Linked DNA regions of Mus musculus: regions 1 and 2 are each linked to region 3. The links are chromatin contacts, called in public HiChIP or PLAC-seq and promoter capture Hi-C maps. All regions are on one chromosome and are shown on one strand. Each heading gives the region's core, a stretch centred on a gene start, on an enhancer-like site or on the middle of the called end of the contact. The rest is flanking DNA. Distances are from core to core; before and after follow the strand shown.

Region 1 (2,700 bases), core at 92-2,591, 940 kb after region 3:
CCATGACCAAGGCAACTCTTATAAGGGACAACATTTAATTGGGGCTGCCTTACAGTTTCAGGGTTCAGTCCATTATCATCATGCCAGAATACATTGGAGCATCCAGGCAGACATGGTGTTGGAGAAGGAGCTGAGAATTCTGCATCTTGATCTGAAGGCAGCCAGGAAGAAGACTGTCTTCCAGGCATCAAGGAGAGGGGTATCAAATCCCACCCCTACAATGACACACTTCCTCCAACAAGGCCACACCTACTCCAACGAGGCCACACCTCCTAATAGTGCCACTCCCTGGGCCGAGCATGCTCAGATACGTGAGTCTATGGGGGCCAAACCTGTTCAAACCACTACAGTTAGAGTCAAGATTTGGATGCCACTCCTGTACCTTTGGGGCTATCATGCCACTCTGATCATAACTGTGGTACACAGGTGTCATAGCTGGGTAGACTATTGTTTGCTGTCTTCCTTTAGAAGCTGGGATGGAGCCTTTCTGGTACCATGAAGTTTAGTTTTCAGAAAAGAGGCTTTCAGGTCAGTTCCAGCTCAGGTGCTTTTAGTCCTGTGTCTGAAGTGCACGGTGTCTCCAGGAATGGGGACTTACTTTCTACCTCTGGCAGGCAGCCAAGTGAAATAGCAACGGCCTATGAGGTTTTAGGAGGCTCTTAGACAACACTGACCAACAGTTCGAAAGTAGACAGGCTTTTTGGCCTGGCGTTGGAATTTCTCCTCATCATAGACACCTACCATACCTTGCATGCCTGATAGACTACTTACCATAAAAAAAAAAAGATGAAGCTGAATGGTGTCCTCTTAAATGGCCTATGAGGTTTTAGGAGGCTCTTAGACAACACTGACCAACAGTTCGAAAGTAGACAGGCTTTTTGGCCTGGCGTTGGAATCTCTCCTCATCATAGACACCTACCATACCTTGCATGCCTGATAGACTACTTACCATAAAAAAAAAGATGAAGCTGAATGGTGTCCTCTTAAACTCATCTCAAAGCTGTAGCTCCCATGATAGGAACCATTATGTTACATAATATCCATTTCACCTGTGTTGTTGCATAGTATCCATTTTGCCTAATTTTGTCTATCGGGGCTTTTCTAAGCATGTTCCCTTGGTTAAATGAAGCCCAGATAGGCTAAGGGCTGCCAGTTCCTCTGAGGCTGCCACATTTCATATATTAACCTTAATGTTTCATTTCAGTCCCTGTTCTCAGGTCCTAATTTCTCCTTGAGAGGTGTGGTCCAAAAATCTCTTCAGGGAGCAGAAGGGTGATGGTCAGTTAATCTTTTAACTACTTCCATGACGTTAAGAGGAGGGGCTAGTCCCTGCCTAAAGGGATCACAGATTACCTTCAGTGGTTGGGGAGGAGTAGTTGGATTTTCAACAGCAGGGATCGACTGGAATCCCCATGTAATAGGTGTGGTATGTGTACTCTATTTCTTCCCTCATGGTGTCTAGGCACTGCTACACACCAGGCTGGAAGGAAGCAGAGGCCAGAAGAGGTGAGGTCTGTAGGGAAAGAGCTGGGGCAGAGCCGGGGTGGGAATGGGGGCCGAGAGGGGGCTTCTCCAGGGATTTTATTAGATATTTTCTTTATTTACATTTCAAATGTTATCCCCTTTTCTGGTTCTCCCCCCCCCCAACACCCCTCTTGGACAGAATCCTTCTGGTCGCCATCTGAGCCTGGAGCTAAGGCTGTTCCACAGCCCTCTCTACACAGGTTCCGCCAGAGAGAGCTGGTCTCCCAGGAGTGCTGACAGGGCTTGCAGGCCCACAGGAGGGACAAGCTCCAGCCAGAGACAGAAAGACCAACACCAGAAATAACCAGATGGCAAAAGGCAAGCGCAAGAACCTTACCAACAGAAACCAAGGCTACTTGGCATCAGACCCCAGTTCTCCCATCACAGCAAGTCCTGGATACCTCAACACACCGGAAAAGCAAGATATGGATTTAAAAATCACATCTCATTATGCTGATAGAGGATTTTAAGAAGGACATAAATAACTCCCTTAAAGAAGTACAGGAGAACACAAGTAAACAAATAGAAGCTTTAAAGAGGAAACAAAAATCCCTTAAAGAATTTCAGGAAAACACAACTGAACAGATGAAGGAATTAAACAAAACCATCCAGGATCTAAAAATGGAAGTAGAAACAAAAAGAAATCACAAAGGGAGACATCTCCCCGGATTTTAATGGAACAGCTCTCTTAGACAATCTTAGTTTGTGAGTATTCCTTTATTTGGGGTGGGTTTGCATGCATACACCCCTGGATAGTGGGAAGGGGTTCTTCTTAGGGTTAAGTTTCATTGGAGTTTAAAGTACTGTGAATGTCTCCTTTGTGTGGAAAGGCATTCCAGGAATTCCAGATATGTGCAGGGCAAGTTTGGGGTTGGGGCAAGGGTGGGGGAGGGAGGACTATGTGACATTCTTCAGGTAGAAGATTGTGGGTCAGAGGTCGGGTTCCCCAGATCGGGCAGAGAAGAAACCCACCTAAGAAAATGGAGTCCTACATATTGTATCAAGCTCAAAGGAGCTATCTGCACAGGATAGACTATAATTTTGGTAGCAAGAAGCAACAAATAGGGTGTTACATATTCTAGAAGATACAGACTTTACAAGATCGAAACACAGAGTTTAAAGTGAGAATAACAAGGTTCTAACTGTTGATGGTCCCAGAGAGGGCGAAAGTCAGGA
Region 2 (2,833 bases), core at 64-2,563, 560 kb after region 3:
CATTTTTTAAACATTTTTTGGAGGGGGGTGGGTGTTTTAGTTGCCAAGTTACAGAAGTTGATCCATTACCAGGTAGATAATTTGCCAGTGTCCTTCCTATTCATATTTAACAGATTCTTCTGTCCCTGCAGTTTGTTTACCTTGTGGGTTTAGGAACTGTCTTCCTCCACTTTAACAAGCATGCAGTAACTGGCATCACACACACACACACACACACACACACACACACACACACACACACACACAGAGCTGGATCCCCACAGACCCATTTCTACATGTGAATAGCACTACCAATGTCATCCAGTTGCTTCCTCTGCAGCTGAAGCTGCTTTAGTTCACGCTGGGGTACCCTAGACACAGATGCTCAAGTGTCTGTTACTCCATCAGGTTGAGGAAGGCCAAGTGTCCTCTTGAACACAACCATTCCTATGTGTTTGTCCCTCTAGCAGGTTGGAGAGGGTGGGTGTCACCTGGACACGGAAGTTTTCATGTATTTGTTTCTCCTATTAGGCAGGTGACACCAGAATGGTTGTCATCTTGAATGCCCTGGGGTCAAGGTTCCCTGCTTTGCTGCAGGGTCTGCACCAGCACCGGGAGGCTAGCTCAGGGTCAACCCCATCCGAGGCCTCCAACACAGGTTCTTCCTATCTGGTTGTGAGTCTCTTTTGGATGTTGTTCCTTTATTTAAAGAAAATTCCTTCCCATATGTGATGTGATGAGTCTCAACCCTAGCCTATTCCAGTTGGGAGTTAGGGGGGGAAGAAGCCAAATTAAATATTATTAGCAAAGAAGAGAACAGGACATGCATGGAGCATTTTCTTGTTGGGCCAGGTTAACAATCACCAAAGCAAGGCTTCTTTCACAGCAAAGTGACAGAACTTGAGCTGGCGCTGCTCACCGAGAGCTAGAGGCATCTCACCGATTACCAGGAGGGCCACACCCTATGAAATATTTAAGCAAAAAGTAAACAGTCTGCCCAGCGGGCTGCAGGTTTTCAGGCACCAGAGCCTGGCCATTAGCTCTCCAGCCTCAGCAGCCTGAAGGGAGGCAGCCTAGTAGTATTTCTGTACAGGAAACCCAGGCAAGGCTTGGGATACAATTTTACCAAGACTCTCCCTAAGCAAGACCTAGAACTGTAGTGAGAGACATTGCCCAATGTGTGAACACACCACGGAGCTGGCACTCCTCACGGGCCTAACTTAGAAGTGTTCTTGTAGAAACTTCCTCAGAGGCCACAGAAAATATGCTAAGCAACAAACCACAGAGCTACTTGTGGTGAACACAGAGACTCATAGGTAACAGGAAAACAGGCACACCAAGGCAACACTAACTCACATGTGACACTAGAGACAACAAAGAGACAGCACAGAGACAAGACAGCACTGGAGGCCACACACAAACACGCATGCAGATAGAATAGACACAACATGTAAACACACAGATAATATACAGGCACACAGAGACACAAAGAGAAAACATGACATATATACATCATAGAACTCATATGAAGACAACATACATATAAGTAGAGAGACACAAGAAAACATATATTCACAGCATAGAGACACTGCAGATAGTAAGGAGACACACAAGGACACATAGACTCACAGCCACACACACATGTGGAAATATGTACACATCAGGACTTCAGCTTGGACATACTGGGTACCTGACTGAAGAGGGCATTGTTGTAGAAGGTGAGATGTTCTCTTGATCTGGGTCTCCAGGAGACACTAGATCTCTGTAGTCAAGCCCTGAACCACCACCCCTCCAAATATAATTATCAAGGATTGGCAGACATGTGGTCCTACCAGCCATAACAGTGACGGGAAGCAAAATGCCAACCTCCAATCAGGGACCCATATTGGTCTTTGTCCTGGACAGGAGTGAAACCACAGGAGTCTGCAGCCCAAATGCCAGGCAGGGCAGGAGAACGAACGGGGGAAGACAGAGAGTGCCCCAAGCCACTTATGACCTTCTAGGCTGTGAGGATCTCCCAGGAGCTCTCCTTGGGAAGCCTTGCACATATGGCTCTTTTTGCTATCTGGAGACTTCTTTTCCTTGGCCCTTCTGTCTGGGGGGCACTCTCAGTGACTGTCCACTTGGTGACTGTGATGGTAAATGGTTCTGAGATCACCTTTGTCACTGGCCATGAGAACTCTCACCACAATCCCTTCAGCTAGACAGCAGAGAGGGCCTTCTCTCTGGACCCTTGCCACGGGGCCAAGATCTTTCCTGTGGGTCTTTTGTGCTGAGTCATCATCACCCCTTGGCCCATGCACCTTTCCCTCTGCCCCGCTGCTCACTGGAGATACAATAACAACCAGGGAACAGGGAGTCACACCTAGCAAGTGGCAGACTCACTTCTGTCCCTTTATGGGTGCCATCTTCATCTAAGTAAACAGAACACAGTTCAAAAGCTCAGCATTGAGACATGTGTCTAATGGGACATAAGGCTGAGCAGGCTCTGCAGACATGAGACACAATATCACGCTCATATCCCTCCACACAGCAAAGGGAGACCATCCATGCCACTGTGTGCAATCTACTCTTGCATACCCCACCTAATGAGATGAGACCAAAATACTCAAGGGTGCTGGTCTGAGCCAAAGGGTCAGCTGGTCCAGCACCCATGTATCATGGTGAATCCGATAGAAGTGGAAAACCTTGGGAGCTGGTGCTAAAGGAAATTGCAAACCAGGAGACCTGATGTCTCTGGAGATTTAGAAAGTTCATTGTCATCACCTGCCACACATCTATAACCCAAGGTTGACTCAGGACAACACCCCATCCAGCGCTTGGCTCCTGGCACTGTGCCCGAGTCGGACCAATA
Region 3 (2,700 bases), core at 27-2,526:
CTTTAATCCCAACACTCAGGAGACAGGCAGGTGGATCTCTGAGTTCTAGGAAAGCCAGAGTTACACTGAGAAACTCTATCTAGAAACAAACAAGCAAGCAAACAAACAAAACCAAAAATAAACAAAAAACATGGTAGTGTAGGTGCACGTTGTCTGATACAAAAACCCAATATAAATACATTTATCCAACCATTATTGCTGAGCCTCTGTTGTCTGCCACGCAGAGTTGTTTACAAAATAGAGAACAGAACTGCCCTTATGTTTCCAGATTCTCTGACAAAACTCGCGAACTAGTTGTTCACGTTCAGAGCTGTGCACAGAAGAGGCAAAGTACCTTTTACTTCTGAGATCCCAGGGCTGGTCCCTTGTTCCCTTGTAGGGAAGAGAATGCCTTCAGAACAAACAGCCAGTTCAAATCTAAGGAGCAGAAGCAAGCAAGGGTACTTTGGAGGAACCCTAGCCAATGGACAGTGTGATACTCGGGTGCTTCCCAAGAGCCTGAAACGTGGGCAGGGTCAAAATCAGGACTGGGTGCCTAGGTGGAAGGTGGGAGGGACTGGATGAGGGGTGGGACATGGAGAGCAGACTGCCCACACGAAGAACTTCAGAGATTCCAGGAGTCTCTGAACCTTGTGCTTGTTAGTAAGAGTCACGATGCCTAGGCCAGGCGGGACAGCCGAATAGGTATGTTTAGGGCTGAGCCTATCCACCATGTGGTGTCCTGAAAAGCTTAGACGAGAATGTCCCCTGAAAGACCCCAATGTACCTAATATTTCTCATTCTTGGTAAATTCTGTGTCAGAAAGTAGCAAACTAATACTTTATGCTTTGCAAAGTATAAACATACTGTATCTTTAATCTTTTTTATTTTCCAAACAACTCTATAGCGCAAGAAAGGAGGAACACGCTAAGTCTTGGTTACCTATTCTGATCTCATTCTCTGGCCCCAGGGGCCAAGGGGCCCCAACCCACAGCTCCGCAAAAGGAAGGACTCCCTGGATTTTCTTAGGACCAGGTGGGATTTGGTGCACAAACTGGAGGCTTGCTCTGGGATCTCCAAAGGCCCGGGTAAAAACATATTTAGGCACAAAGATCACGGGTACCCGAAGAGCAAGCGGTGACACCCTATCCAGGCACTCAGACCCGGGGACCCTAAATATTGAAAGGGCGCGTGGCAGGCAGGGACAAGGATGTGCGTGCGCCCTCTGCCGCTTTTCCCTTGCGTCTGCCGCTTCGGGCGGGGCGGCTCGCGTGCTGGGGTGGGGCTTTCCTTCTCTAGTCTGAGGCCAGGTCCCAGAGATGAGAGAGCTGACAGCTCCTGGCCTCCGCGGCTCCCTCAGCGGGCGCGCCCGATCTTCTGCGCCCCGCCTGCCCCGGGTAAGTACTCTTGGACTTCACGGGGCTCTCTGGTCTTTGCCTCTGCTGTAGCCACTCTGAGATTGTCCAGCTTGGTCTGGGGCCCCTTCTGCTACACATTTTTGCATCTGGAGGGTCCAGAATTGCTGAAAGTGATGGGCACTCCAGGGGCTTCTCTCTTGGCATCAGACCTTTGAGGGAAGCCAGTCAGGTTCTTCAGTTTTGAGGAGTCAGTTTTCTCTTGACTTGGGTATCCTGTCCCCAAACTCCTTCACTCCCGAAAATGAGCCAGGGAATACCTGTCCCGCATTGGAGAGTCCTTTTGCCTTGGACCTAATGTCTTTTAGAAGTTTTTTGCAGATGATGGCAAGGGGGCTCCTCACAGGCCGCCTTAGCTATCCCTGGGACTGGAGCACCACGGGCACAGCCAGCGAAAGTGGCGCAGTAGCAAGCCCTTTCATGGAGATCAGAGGGCAGTAACAAGGGATTCACGCTTTGGAGGGACTTCCACCATTCCGGGAATTGTCCAATTAGTGGCACCAGAAATATTTGCCTTCTCCAATTTTGAGAAGCAGAAAATTACGGTGTATGGCTTCTTTCAGAAAGAGACAGGACCCTGGTGTTGCTGAAAATCTTAGTGGTACAAACCCTGGAGTCCTCGGCCTTGTGTTGCTTCCCCAGTCCCAGTTGGAGAGCTCTCTCTATTGGGGACAACTCTCGTTCCCCTCCCGGGGCTTCTCCTGGAAGGAGGTTCAGGCTTTGCACAGTTCTAGTACAAGGGTCCCCCCACCCTCCAAAAGGTCTATTTTTTGCAGCTGTTTCTACGGTTTGGATTCATGAGATCTTTCTCACTTTGGCTACCCTTGTCCGGGGTGCGAGGTGTAACTTGGCTCCTCAGGACTGTATCCAGCTAAACTTAGAGGCTCAACTCTAGGAGAAGCTTATGTGTACACCTTGGGTGATACCCCAGAGCTTGGGGGTACTGTACAGTGTAATTTAACTTCTCCTAGCCTGATCAAGGAACTCATAGTAGGAGACACTCTAGGCCTCAGAGTCTGGTTCACTTTTGCCCATCATGGGGAGTGGCCTGCCTTGGTATGAGACCCTGACGCAGTGAGCAGTGGCTGTCTTTTTTCATGAGCAGGGGCATGGCCAAGTGCTGATTATTCCAGACTAGGATACCTACTGAGCTAATCCAGCAGCCCTGTGAGGTGTCTATTGCCAACCATCTGATGATATTGTAATAGACCATTTGACTGTGTCTGTGCAGAACTGGCAGTATTTGTGTTCAGAACTAGTATATTCTTTCTACCTTGTGTTCCCAGTAACCCAACATGGCCTCAGG

Evidence for each region. Promoter capture Hi-C pulls out the DNA fragments that hold promoters and counts their contacts. HiChIP or PLAC-seq counts read pairs in DNA pulled down with a chosen protein or histone mark.
Region 1: a promoter capture Hi-C map of pre-B cells shows a contact between it and region 3, with 2.4 times the contacts expected there. The contact joins the promoter of Eprn here to the promoter of Ahrr in region 3. A contact is called at or near these places in 1 of 39 promoter capture datasets (pre-B cells) and 1 of 115 datasets of contacts at active chromatin or transcription factors (bone marrow-derived macrophages).
Region 2: a contact with region 3 is called in a FOXA1 HiChIP or PLAC-seq map of pancreatic cancer cells. The contact joins the enhancer-like site here to the promoter of Ahrr in region 3. A contact is called at or near these places in 8 of 39 promoter capture datasets (the C10 cell line, cranial neural crest, embryonic stem cells and 5 more), 1 of 15 datasets of contacts at CTCF or cohesin (large pre-B cells), 23 of 484 Hi-C or Micro-C datasets (B cells, the G1E-ER4 cell line, the N1E-115 cell line and 9 more), 3 of 115 datasets of contacts at active chromatin or transcription factors (astrocytes, extraembryonic endoderm stem cells and pancreatic cancer cells) and 1 of 9 other capture datasets (embryonic stem cells).

The regions. Positions count from the first base shown.
Region 1 is chr13:73,346,025-73,348,724 of GRCm38.p6, reverse strand. Eprn (ephemeron, early developmental lncRNA) reads left to right here and starts at 1,341. Exons shown (of 3, transcript NR_045293.1): 1 at 1,341-1,506; 2 at 1,664-2,229.
Region 2 is chr13:73,735,546-73,738,378 of GRCm38.p6, reverse strand. It overlaps a transcript of Slc12a7 not described here. Among named protein-coding and RNA genes, the nearest start is that of Slc12a7, 27 kb to the left of the region's middle. Within about 2 kb of position 1,313, at least 45 of the 459 cell types and tissues checked have an H3K27ac peak or open chromatin away from gene starts, as enhancers often do. A contact at or near this core is called in olfactory sensory neurons and pancreatic cancer cells, where this site is marked.
Region 3 is chr13:74,290,907-74,293,606 of GRCm38.p6, reverse strand. Ahrr (aryl-hydrocarbon receptor repressor) reads left to right here and starts at 1,276. Exons shown (of 11, transcript NM_009644.3): 1 at 1,276-1,376.